Regions from separate parts of the Mus musculus genome. Here region 2 is linked to region 1. A link is a contact called in public Hi-C data. All regions are on one chromosome and are shown on one strand. Each heading gives the region's core, a stretch centred on a gene start, on an enhancer-like site or on the middle of the called end of the contact. The rest is flanking DNA. Distances are from core to core; before and after follow the strand shown. Region 1 holds the start of 1700069P05Rik (RIKEN cDNA 1700069P05 gene). Region 2 overlaps Bms1 (BMS1, ribosome biogenesis factor).

What was found. A called contact is a pair of places that touch in the nucleus more often than the background predicts.
Region 2: a Hi-C map of the N1E-115 cell line shows a contact between it and region 1, with 4 times the contacts expected there. The contact joins the enhancer-like site here to the promoter of 1700069P05Rik in region 1. A contact is called at or near these places in 3 of 484 Hi-C or Micro-C datasets (the C2C12 cell line, the N1E-115 cell line and palatal mesenchyme).

What each region holds. Positions count from the first base shown.
Region 1 is chr6:118,245,294-118,251,411 of GRCm38.p6, forward strand. It overlaps 1700069P05Rik (RIKEN cDNA 1700069P05 gene), which reads right to left and starts at 3,161. Exons shown (of 3, transcript NR_040527.1): 1 at 2,613-3,161; 2 at 1,918-2,027; 3 at 1,402-1,529.
Region 2 is chr6:118,377,589-118,383,706 of GRCm38.p6, forward strand. It overlaps Bms1 (BMS1, ribosome biogenesis factor), which reads right to left. Exons shown (of 23, transcript NM_194339.1): 23 at 5,793-6,118. The coding sequence ends at 6,063. Among named protein-coding and RNA genes, the nearest start is that of Bms1, 39 kb to the right of the region's middle. Within about 2 kb of position 2,358, at least 18 of the 459 cell types and tissues checked have an H3K27ac peak or open chromatin away from gene starts, as enhancers often do. A contact at or near this core is called in the N1E-115 cell line, where this site is marked.

The sequences.
Region 1 (6,118 bases), core at 1,911-4,410:
AAAAAAAACCTCTGACCCAAAATCAGAAGCAAGAAGCCAGCCTATGTCTCTAGGGACGACTTAGGAACCAGCATAATAACCTGTGCAATTGACCCTAAAGGGCCAGACTTTGATCAATAATGACAAATTCTCTAAGCCCCCTCTACTTAGGAGTAGCCAGAAAGAGCCTAAATTCACCCCACTCTGCTCCCAGTCACACACCCCTGCTTCTAGCTAGCTGCCCCCCAGTGTCCCAGGGCACATTAGAAGTCTTGCTCTATCTACTATAAATATCTTGCTATATCTCACCTCACCTGCCTCAAAGTCCCTGTAAGACTATCCCTCCTGTTGTACTAAACTCTAAGCAAAGAGGCATTGGCTTCCCTCTTTGTTGTTCTTTGTGTGCAAATCTCTGTGTGTAGCCATGTCTCCAGCTCAGGGCTTTCTGCACAGCCGACAAATACTCTACTGCTAAGTCCAATGTGTTTGGTAGCTCTTGTCTCTAAGAACTATGCTAACTGAACAGCGAGCTGTGAAGATCAATAAAGCTATAGATATTGGTGGTTCTTGGTGATGGGACATTGGAGTTCATTGTATTGCTCTTTTTCTTGTCCATATGTCTGATTTTTCCCCCATAATAGATATTAAAATTATATTTCTCTTACTCTGCATTTTCCATTGGGACCCACTTTTTTTTTTAATATGGCTGAAATAGATTCATTTCTTCAAGTGAAAGGCAGGGACTGAATGTCTCTTGTACTGGTCAACTTTAGGCACCAGGGCAGTGAGCAGAATAGAAAATGCTGCTGTTAGGAGCTAGTGGGTGACTGGCAGTGAAGCCAGCCTCGGTAGTGGCCTCTGCTCACTGACACCATGGCTTATGGCAAGTTCTCTTTGTGTTTAATTAGATTTGCCTGCCTTTTCCAACTTACAGGCAATAAATAAGCTGCTCTAATAATTTGAAACGCAGTGATTGTATTTAAAAAGAAAGGAAAGAGATGGGAATATATAACTAGGTATGCGGCACATGGCTAGCATGTGTAAGGTTCTGGGTTTGATTCTCAATACGGCAATAAATGAATAAATAAATAAAATGTAAAGGAAACTTTACGGATCAGGTTGAAGAACAATGGAACAGTTGATGCTTAAGCAAAGTGCCGCCCATGCTGCTTGAAGAAGCAGTGTCCAATGTCCCCCTGAGCATCATGGTACCACAGCATAGGAGGATGTCTGGGTGTGTGCTGGGCCACATGGTGATTGGGGCTGCCTGTTAATTTATTTCAGTTTGGGCCTATAATCTTCGTAACCTCTGGGTCTCTCCTTATTCCTGCTCTCTCCCATTTTTCTTCTTCTAAAATGACCAAAAGAAATACAACTTGCCATTTAGGTGAGAAAAAAAAATTCATCTCCCCATCAAAAAATCAATTAGTCAGTGGAGAATTTTATTAGTCAATCATGTAAAGGTAATTAAAAATATTGATTGATGGGGGTGGCTGTGGCTGAGAGCTGCTTCTGTCCCAGCAGTGGGTGGGCAGACAGCCGGTGGACCACTAGGGAGAAATGGAGAATAAGGGCTTTTAAATCATTCCCCTATGCGCCTATTCCAAGGTCAAGTAGGGACACGTGAGACAAGGGACTCAGCTGACTCTGGAGTCTTATTCGTATGTGAGAATGGGTCCTGAACACACGTTTCTCATGTGTTCATGCATTGCATGAGACAGTATGTCTGCTCATGACAGTGGAGGTATGCTCCAAAGGGACAGGGATTCTGGCTTCTGGGTCTAGCCTTGTCTGGGGCCACTGTGTCCCTCAGGGTAGAAATGCTCCCAGATGAGAGACTGACATAAAGGGGATAGTGTGGTAGCCTAATTTTGCTTTGCTCAATACCCGGCTTGGGAGTCAGAATAGAAAAAGAGCCCCAAATACTGATTCTGTTACCTCCTGATGCTGAACTCCGTGCCTTGCAAAGCCTCACCAACGAAGTGGATTTTGCTCTGGACACTGCACATCGGGCTGGGTGTGGTAGGGACCAGCTGTCTCTACTCCACCTACTCTAGCAGATGGGGGAACACATAGTTTTGTTGTTCCTTCCCAGGAACCCTGGGCTTCCTCGTGGCATGGTGGTTAGTTGCCAAGGATGGAACCTCCTTGAATAAGGAGATAGCCAGGCAGAAAATGAATGTCTGTCTGTGGCCTAGCCTGTGCCCCAGATCCAGCATTACTTCTTTCCACAGATTTCTGGTCACTCCGACATCTGACAAGGACACTACCCCACTGTTTTCCTTCTCTCTACTGCTCATGGAGGCCCAGCTACCCATCAGTGGTGTAGAGTTCACCATTGATGTTGGTCCTAGCTCTTAGATGATTTACTGTATCGATTACCTTTTACTGCTGTGACCGCAGTACCTAGGAGGACAACTTAAGGAAGGCTTCTCTTTGTGGCTCAGGGTTTCAGCCCATGTGCCTTGGGCACTGTGGTTCTGGGCTCATATAGAGGCAGAACATTATGTGGCAGAAGCGTGTCCCGGAGGCTGCTTGTCTTATGGCGAATAGGAGGCATAGAGTGAGGCAGGAAGGGCCTAGAGATAGTATATTCCTAGGGACCCATGCCTGATGTCCTACCCACTTCTTACCTGTGGGGCAATATGGCTAGAACTGGATCCATGCTGCTTGAGAGGAACGTTGAGTGCTTACAGCCTACTGCTTCTGAATTCCAAACCTTAATGGATGTAGGTGCCTAGATCCTCAGGTCTGTTTGCCCCATGAGTCTCAACCCCTGCCCCTAAACCCAGCAGGTCCCAAGCCCATAGGCATGAGGGAACAAATATTTACCCACTGCTGGGTTTGGCAGCTCCCCTAGACCCAAGGCCTGAGTTGGGACCTCCCTGACACAGGAAATGAAGCTGAACTTTGATGCTCCAAGAAGACAGACCCCTGAGGTGTGTGGGGAAGGCTGTCCACCCACTTTGTTCCTTTGTCTGGGGTCTTCAGGAGAGAGCCCTTATCTGATGTGACTTTAGTATGTTTCAATACTTGGTCCCCAGTTAGTGGAACTGTTCAGGACGATGTGGCCTTACTGGAGGGGGTGTATCACTGAGGGTGACCCATGAGGTTTCAAAGGCCCACACTATCCCAGTTATCTCTCTTTGCCTCATAGTTGTGGATGTAAGTTCTCAGCTACTGTTTCAGTGCCACACCTGCCTGCCTATTGTCAGGCTCCCTGCCTTGGGGGGCGTGAACTAACCCCCTGGGACTGTAAGCCCTAATAAACTCTTCTATAAGTTGCCTTGGTCATGGTGTTTTGTCACAATGGAAAAGTAGCTAAGACAGCTCCTTAGAGACCAGGAACAGACACAGCATGTCTAGGCTGTGGGGGACATCTCCTTCCTTCCTGCGGCTTCTATGTCTCTGGTTCAGTCATCGTGACCTTAAATGCTCCCATATTGAAAGGTTCTGTGCCTGCTTTTTAGTCTGATTTTTTTCCCCAAAGTCACCTCCAGGATTGTATGCAGGCTGTTCAAGCTCCATAAAACTTGCTATTTGTTTAGACTGGCTGACATTTCCACAGTCTTTTATTAAAGAAAATCTCCTTGGGAGACGGCAGGATGTTTGCGCAGAGCTTATGCCCTCTGCCTCTGGCCCCTGGTGCCCTAGAGCAGTGGGTATGGAGTGGGGACTTTATCAGGAGCCAGCAGTAGCTTGGAGAGTCTGTGCAGAATGCAGCACAGCACCCAGCAAGGTAGCAGGGATATGGCATCTTTTTCTGTCCTGAAAAGAAAGGTGGGCACTCACCCTGCTTCCCAGATGCAGAGACTCTGGCTACCCTTCACCCCAGGTGCAGTGATCCTCCAGGTCTCAATTTGGTTCTGACCCAGGGTTCACGGGGCAGGGCACATGGTAAGTGGAGGCCACCTGTCCTCTGCTCCTTCCTGGAACTTTGGATCCAATGCAGAGGTTCCAGATGTTTGGGCTGAGAATCCAGCTCCGGAGACCAGACCAGGTTTTAGTCTGTCTTGGGCTTTGGGGTTCCGATCCCTTTCCTCCCCTTCATGTCTTGTATCAGCTTCTGTGACCCGACAGCATGAGATGGGCGGTTGTAGATAGATGTTATTTTGAACTAACATTCTTAATTATTGTTTGGGACCCGTCTTAGCTGCATCCTTCCTCAAGTCTCTTTGGCCAGACTCAGCAGAGGTGTTCTTTCTCTGCTTTCCCATGGGTTCGTCTGAAGAGGAATGACTAATGTCACACCCTTTACCCTGGCAGGGGTCTTCCAAGGGGAAAGGTGGCCTCCTCACAACCCCCCAACCCCCTGCTATCATGCATGCTCTTCTGAAGAAGGCGCCCTGTGTTCACCTCTCTTGGCCCTCATGGAGGTGCTTCTGACGATTCTCTCTGCTCAGGTCTGTCTTACACTTACCTCATTCCCAGAAGACCATGGAGTGACCATCACGTCATTTGGGGATTGAGTACCCAGTCCTCTACAGAGTAACCTAGAGGGAACCCAGGACCTGTCCCTGGCCTCTGTGCTGAGAGGACATAACCTCTTATGGGGTTACTCCAGGGAACAGGTTGTGTACCTTGAGCCTCCCAGGGCAGCCAGCCAGGCATCTTCATCTCTTTGCAGTGCCTGACAAACAGCAGAGGCCAGGTTCTGGAACCAGGCCTGGCAACCAGAGGGATCAGGGACACAGAAGTAGAGAGGGAACCTAACTGTGCAGTCTTGGAGGAAAGAAAGGTCAACTCAGCATGTCCGTCTTGCTCAGCCTCAGCACGAAGAGCCAAAGATTGTGGCTGGTTTGGCCTTAATTAAATCTCACCACAGACCAGGCATATGCACTGAGGTAAATTGATGGGCTCGAGCAGTAGCCTTGCACATCTGTGTAAACACCCCTCCATACCCTCCACTCTGGCTTTCACCAGATATACACAGAGGGCATCTCTGTTTCACTGGCACAAGGCTTGTGCTGGGTCTGACAGGATTTCCCGGGACAATGCCCAGCCATGAGAGAGCTGCGCGTTTTGCATGTCTCCAGATCAAGGAGACCAAAGCCAGCCAGAATCACTCCCACCTCTTTCCAGAGGGTGAGGACAGTGGGATTCCCCAGGGGTGGCAGATGGGGAAGGAGGCAACAGAAGGGCAGCCCATCTCACCCTTCCCTTCTCGGGTTCTCTCCATGCACGGGAACCACAGAAGTTTCTGGAACAAGGGAGGAGCCCGGTGGCTGATTTGGAACTCTTCTTGTAGCACCGCCCAATGTGCCAGGGCAGTCATACCTCGGTCACCCCAGGTGAGGTCTGGGGACCTCTCCGTGGAGAGGGCTGAGGGCCCAGAGGGATGAGATCCAAAGACAGATACCCGGATAGGGGCTTCCAACGTGGGGTTGCAGATCCTGACCTGCAGAGGGACACCACTTCTTCTTCGGGTTGCCCAAGGTAGGAGCCGGAACTTTAAGCAGAGGGGACAAAGATACTCCCAAGGGAAGACGGCTTTGGGAAATCTCCAACTCTCCCTGGAAGTACTGAGAATTGCTGCCCTGTCCCGTGGGTGTGGCTGAGGCTCATGTGACTCCTGATTGGGGCATGGAAGCTACTAGGACTTGACATGGATTAGCCGAATTAGCCATTTGTAAGGCAGCTGATTTCCCAAAGCCTGACCTAGGCCCCATGTCTTCTCTGAGGTACTCTCCATGTGTGGGGGAGTGGTAATCTTTGTCAAGATGAGGTGTCCTCACCAAAGGCCTAGGACACAAGTCAGACAAGCTGTCTGGCATACCCCTGGCTGTGAACAGTTGACTGGAGAAGGCATAGGAACAGGGAAAGGAGAGGGGTCAGAAAACTGGGGCGGGGGGGGGGCAGTCCCAACACTACAGGCTTTCAGTCCTGAGAGCAGCCCATCGGGCCTTACTGGTAATCATCCTGTTTTCTGCACCAGCCCAGCACCATTGAAGCCCACCAGGACCTGCCTTGTATTGTCTTTCTCCTCACTTAGCAGGCACTGCAACTGCCCACAGCACTGGCACCTCCCCCACCTTTCAGCTACCTTAGCCCCAGTTGTTACCTGGCTCCCCTAGTACAGGATGTTTGTCACCCCTAGCACAGCAGGCCTCTCTCCCACAGCTCAGCAGCAGCTGTGTCA
Region 2 (6,118 bases), core at 1,108-3,607, 130 kb after region 1:
CTGCTGCTCCTGAGTTCAGCTTGCTGTGCCCCCACCCCGCGCGCTGCCTCAGCTTGCTGTGCCCCCTCCCCTGCCGCCTCAGCTTGCTGTGCCCCCCCCGCCGCCTCAGCTTGCTGTGCCCCCCCCCCCCCGGCAGACTTCTTTGCTGAGCCTGAGCTGGGATTTTATCTCTGCTAATTCATGCCATGCTCTACTGGGTTTTTCTATCTCCTGGGACCGCTGGAATCTGTCACCAGATGGCATCTCCTTGTTGCCTTGAAGGTCTGGGCACATCTCCCTTCCCCAAACCAATATGGTAAGTGACTCTGTGTCCAGGGCTGGGTTCCAGTTGCTGTCTCACCTGAGCATTCCCTTTCTTGGTTCAGGACCTCACCTCAGCCTCCTTGGGACAGGAATTAGGACGCCCTCCCCGAGCCCAGCATGTTTTCAGACCCTAAGTCAGCAGCAGGGTGACTTTCTGTGTCCATTTCTCGTCCCCAGCTTCCCTTGACTGACCCAAGTTAGCTACCTTAAAAAAAAATGCAGTCAGAATTGACTCCAGGGCCTGACATAGGCTGTACCACTGAGCTATGATCGTCATTTATTTATGTACTTATTTATCTTGCTTAAACTTTTAATCCCCCTGGAGTTTATTTTAAGACATAGCACAGAGAAGAAACTTTGTGTCTCTCCAGTGGTTGCTGAACACCAACATTTCCCATCTGAGGGATGCCTTGGGCCAGAACATGGTCAAGTGTCTGACCTACCCTGGTCGATCCTGCCTTCCTTCCAGGGCAAATTCCTGCAATGGCCTCTTCCCAAAAGAAGGACCTTCATCCAGCTACCCAGCTGCCCTCTCTGTGCCTAAGCCTTTTTCTGTGCCTCTGGTTCCTGTTTGGCCCTCTTCCTTCATCTTAGCTGTGCCTTCCTCTTTGTTCCCCAAAGCATGGGATGAAATTTAGTGACATGTCCATCCCCCGACAGAGAGCCCTCTCTTCTTAACTACAAATGGATTTCCCCACCTTACACCGGCAAAAATGATCCTTAAGATTTTTTTAAGTGGTGGCTTCTCTCCTTGGCAACAAATGTATGTTTTCTACCAACTTCAGCTTATTTCCTCTCAACTCTTCAACCTTCCCCCCCTCCCTCCCTCCCTCCTCCCTCACCCCCCTCTCTTCCTCCCTCCCTTATAGCATTTACCTATACTGCAACCACACAGAGAATTCTATTGCTGTGATAAAACACCGTGACCGAAAGCAACTTGAGGAGGAAAAACTTTATGTTGCTCACACTTCCACATCTGAGTTCACCACAGAAGCCAGGGAAGGACCTCAAGCAGGGCGGGGAGATGGAAACAGGAGCTGAAGCCGGAGCCATGGTGGAACACTGCTGACTGGCTTCCTCCTCATGGCTTTCTCAGCCTGCTTTCTTAAGCCACACAGGACCAAACTCAAGAGCAGAGCTGCCCCCAGCGAGCTTGGCCAGCCCACACCAACTGCTAATCAAGAACATGCCCTACAGTCTTGTCTACAGGCAGATCTTATGGGGGCATTTTCTCAATTGAGTGTCCCTTTTCCCAAATGACTCTAGCTTATGTAAGGTGGATATATAACTAATCAGGACAGTCATACTCAGATGCACACATGTGCCGAGATACAAACACACACGCATTTCCATAGGTGTAGTGCACATTATACCCATGCATACTCATCCACATGTATTCTAAAAATTGATTATATCACACACACACTTTTTTTTCCCCAAAGATATATCCAAAGCCACATAGCTACTGACTGGCAAAATTAAACTCTTTTGTACTTTGAGCTCAACCCTGGATGTTTTAAATGATACATTTTTTTCTTTCTTACACAAACAAACATGCAAAGCTCCAGATAAAATGAGTGAGCTCACGCTCTGCAGTCAGCCCTGGGAATATAAGCACAAAATAATCGTAAGAGTTCTGTCTAGCAGTTATTCTGTGCTCAGTGCTCACTGTATGCCTGGGTCAGCATCCGGGGCTGGCTGCAACCATCAGCGTTCAGTTGAAGGGGGCGTCTGGCTCTGAAGCCCCCGTTAGGCTGGCCTTCCTCTTGCAGCCCTTGCCCTATGGCGCCATCTCGTGGTTGCTGCTGTAACTCCCAATGAAGAGACCCTTATGGGGGTTCCTTAGACTGCTCCATAGAGCAGCATGCAGTCTTTCTGACCACTGCAGCTGCTAATAATCTCACACGGAGGTGCGGAGAACGGGGCTCACATCCCTAATCCCCTAGGATCTAGGGAAAGAAAGTCCTCTGAGTGCGCTAACCAGATGTGAGCTCATGTGTGTTTGTTTGCAGCCATACACGACAGTCTCCCTGAGTGCATTCAGATGCGCACACTTGCAGATGCTCACATGCAGCTGTACACACACTTGACTCCTTCCCTCCCACCCACACCTCTCACTGTGGAGGTACAGTGGCTCACAAGCGGAATCGATGCTGCTTCTGGTCCCAAAGGCAGACCTCAGAGCCACGGCATATCCCTGGTTCTGTTTATTATACAGGTAAGGAAACCGAGGCTCCTCTGTGTGCACGCCTAGCTTCCAATGCCCTGCACGTTCTGCATAAAGGGCCTCGGGCCAGCTCCGGGCCTGGAAAGACAACCCAAGGGAACAGCTACCAGCTTGGCTCTCAGTCATTTCAGCAGAGCTTCAGAAAGTACCCTACATAGGTCAGCCTTCCAGTCTTGTGATCTTTCAGCTAACAGATGCAAATAACATTAGAAGAGATGGAATGGAACCCCTGGGGACAGACTCAGGAGCCAGGGCCAAGGCACAGAATTCCCAAGTAGGGGTGAATCTAAAACAGTTTCTGGGCAAGTGGGGCACAGAACAAAGAGACAGGGCTAAGGCTGCAGAGGAAGGGAGGGGTAGCTGTCTAGATGCCTCTGGAAGATGGTAAGACCTTAGATTGAGTTCTGGGGACAAAGCTGACTTACTTCCTACAGGAAATCTCACTGTACTGACCAGTTTTATGTCAACTTAGCACAAGGTATCTAAGAAGAGAGAACTCCAATGGAGAAAATGCCTTATCAGCTTGATCTGAAGGCAAGTCTGTTTTTACTAAGGATGGGTGTGGGAAGACTGGCCTTGTGGAGGGTGGTACCACCCCTAGGCAGGTAGTCCTGAGCTGTCTGAGAAATGGGACTGGGCAAGCCATTGTGTAAACAGCACTCCTCCATGGCCTCTCTATCAGTTCCTGTCTCCAGGTTCCTGCCCTGCCGTGACTTCCCTTGATGGCAGACCACAAGCTGTAAGATAACAAACAACTCTCCTTTCCTACCCAAGTTGCCTTTGCTCTGAAACCCTAACCAAGAGTATCAATGCTGTTACAGTAAAAACGTGTAAAGGGAGTGATTAAATGCTAGGCATAAACTGCAAGGTGGGAAACACTGAAGAAGGTAACTAGTATGGCATCCGATGGGTATGACCAGACAAGGACAGGGCAGGGGCGGAAACAGCCAGTCTGGGTCTTTGCAGACCCTGGCTGGCATAAATGAAGCTCTGTCCCTTCCCCATCACATCAAGGCATGCAGCCTTTTTGTATGTTCTTATAATGTATTCAATCAACAGATTAAAGTGTTAGCAAGAACAGCTTCTAAAAAATTCTTCAGCCCGTCCTAGTAAGGCAATCACCCCAGATCCTCATAGACAAGGAGTTAGAGATGATTCGGGCGAGGGAGACTGAAACTGTTAGAAATTAAGTTCAGGGTTGTATAAATGACTGGCCACTATTCCAACATAGGTGTCTGGACAAGGCAAAGTTTACTCTTGGCCAGGAGGGTGTGCCCCAGAGAGCCAACCCAGAAACAGGAAGTACACTTAGTTTTATTCAAAGGAAGGTGCTGTGGTGATCTGAGTAAAAATGGTGTCCACGGGTCCATAGGGAGTGTAGATATTGGGAGGTGTGACCTGGTTGGAGTAAGTGTGGCCTTACTTGGGGTGGGCTTTGAGGTCTCAGATGCTCAAGCCACGCCCAGGGTGAGTTTTTTTCCTGCTGCCTGTGAACCCAGATGTAGAACTTTCTGGCTCCTTCTCCAGCACATATGACTGCACAGCGCCATGTTTCCTGCCATGATGATAATGGACTAAACCTCTGAAATCATAGGCGAGCCCAGATTAAATGTTTTTCTTTATAAGAGTTGCCATGGTCATGGTGTCTCTTCACAGCAACTCTAAGACAGGTGGTGACTGTTGCCCATTGGAATTTGAACTCATATTCAAGGGGCCAGTTGTCTAAAAACAGGCACACAGAAACAAAGAGCTCCAAAGAGCTCAGGAGGGGTCCACTATTTAACCAGATAATGTAGCAGCCGTTGTGTAAAGTCTTGTGTGAAGTGTGTTATACATTTGTATGGGAGTCTTAGAAGGTGGGGAAATAAAGTTTAATCCCTTGTCCTAAGCTCTGCCACCATCTTCCCTGTGGTGACGGACTGTACCCTCCAGGCATGAGTGGAATCCTTCAAGCTGCTTATTGTCAGAGCTGTTACAAGGAGAAAAACAACACAAGCCAATGTGGAACTCTCCAGGTTCCCAGCTGTTGTCTATTCTAATTTCACATCTGGATCTAGGACAATAACCAGCACACAGGCTTCCTTGCGGAGAGCCAAATCTAAACTCAAGTCCATCGATTGCTTAACCTTCGTGAACCCTGACTTTGACTGGTAGGCTACAGTAACATTGTGGGTCTTTTGAATGAGTGCTAGTTCAGTGTGCAGTAGTCCACAAAAAGTCTGATTGTTTCTTTTTCCAGGGCACACTGTTCCTGGTAAAAGGCCACAGGCCCCTCTGGGAACTTGCCTTCTGTGATCTGAATGTTGGTATCCCCTTAGAATCCATATATTAAACCCTAGCCTCATTGTAATTACATGGGCAGGACTCAGAGTAATGGAGTTATGATGGCCCCAGGAGGGCGCTTTCCTCCTTCAGGATGGGAGGGTGCAACGAGTGACGTCATCTGTTAAGCCAAGGGCAAGCTTTCTTCAGACCAAATGTGCGTAGAAACTGCAGACCCAAGAGAAGGACATTTCCAGTCCTTGTTACCCAGTCTCAAATCACTGACCATACCACATGAGGGACAGACTGAGATCCCTGTATTCTCCGTGTATAACGTTGCTCTGGCTCGACAACTTCTGGCTTTAATATCAGGTTGTATTTTCCCTTGTTCAACAGAATTTGCATTAAAAAAAAAATCTGCTTTGATGGAGTAATAATTTGGTAGGCTTCTTACCAACGTCACATGTTGGGACGAGATACCATGACCAACACTATACGTCTCCCTGGGTCTAAGCCTAACATTCCTACAGCATCAGGGTACTCTCCTGAACCAAGAACCACTCCCAAGAAGGCAGGCTCACCTTAAACCATGCTAATGAATAGACTGAGTAATTAATTCCTTGTACTAGGGGCCGAGTCAGGCTTAGAGAGTCAAAGATGACACAGAGTAGATTTTCCAGCTCCAAAATGGAAGACTGCATAGAAAGATTAGGTCACAGAAAGACCAAAGCTCTGCAAGGCTAACAACCTTGTAGCTCCATCTCTGTCATACTGGGGCTCTTGGTGCTATCATCTGGGTTCCAACAGGATTGGGTGGCCCCACTTACCCAACTCTGTAACTTTTGCCACCTGTGGCCTCTCTACTCAGTCAATACCAATACAATCCAAAAGCTTCATTTAATATTTATCCTCCTGGGAACCTCATAAAGATGGTAGAGTAAGCAGTCATTTATAAGCAAACTGTCATGTATTCATCCCCAAATAAATCACTAGGCCAAAATTAATGGGAAAATAGTTTAATATTTTTATAGCACAAAATAAACCAAGTCAGGAAGAACCAATGAGTGAATTCACAAAGCCCCAAGTTTCCCAGCCTTGAACTGTGACTTGCTGGATGCCGTGAATGAGCACGGATGCCACCAGCAGGCTTTCTACAGTTCCTCCAGGCACGGCGGGACCACACATCCCAGAGTCTCCACAAGCTCTCGTCATGACTTGTCACAAGCACTGAAGCCATCACGGCTGCAGCTCTGGAAGACCCCCCCTCCATTCAGGTATCCTCAGCTCCTCTCAGACTAGACTTCTGACTTCGTTTTTCCTTCTGAC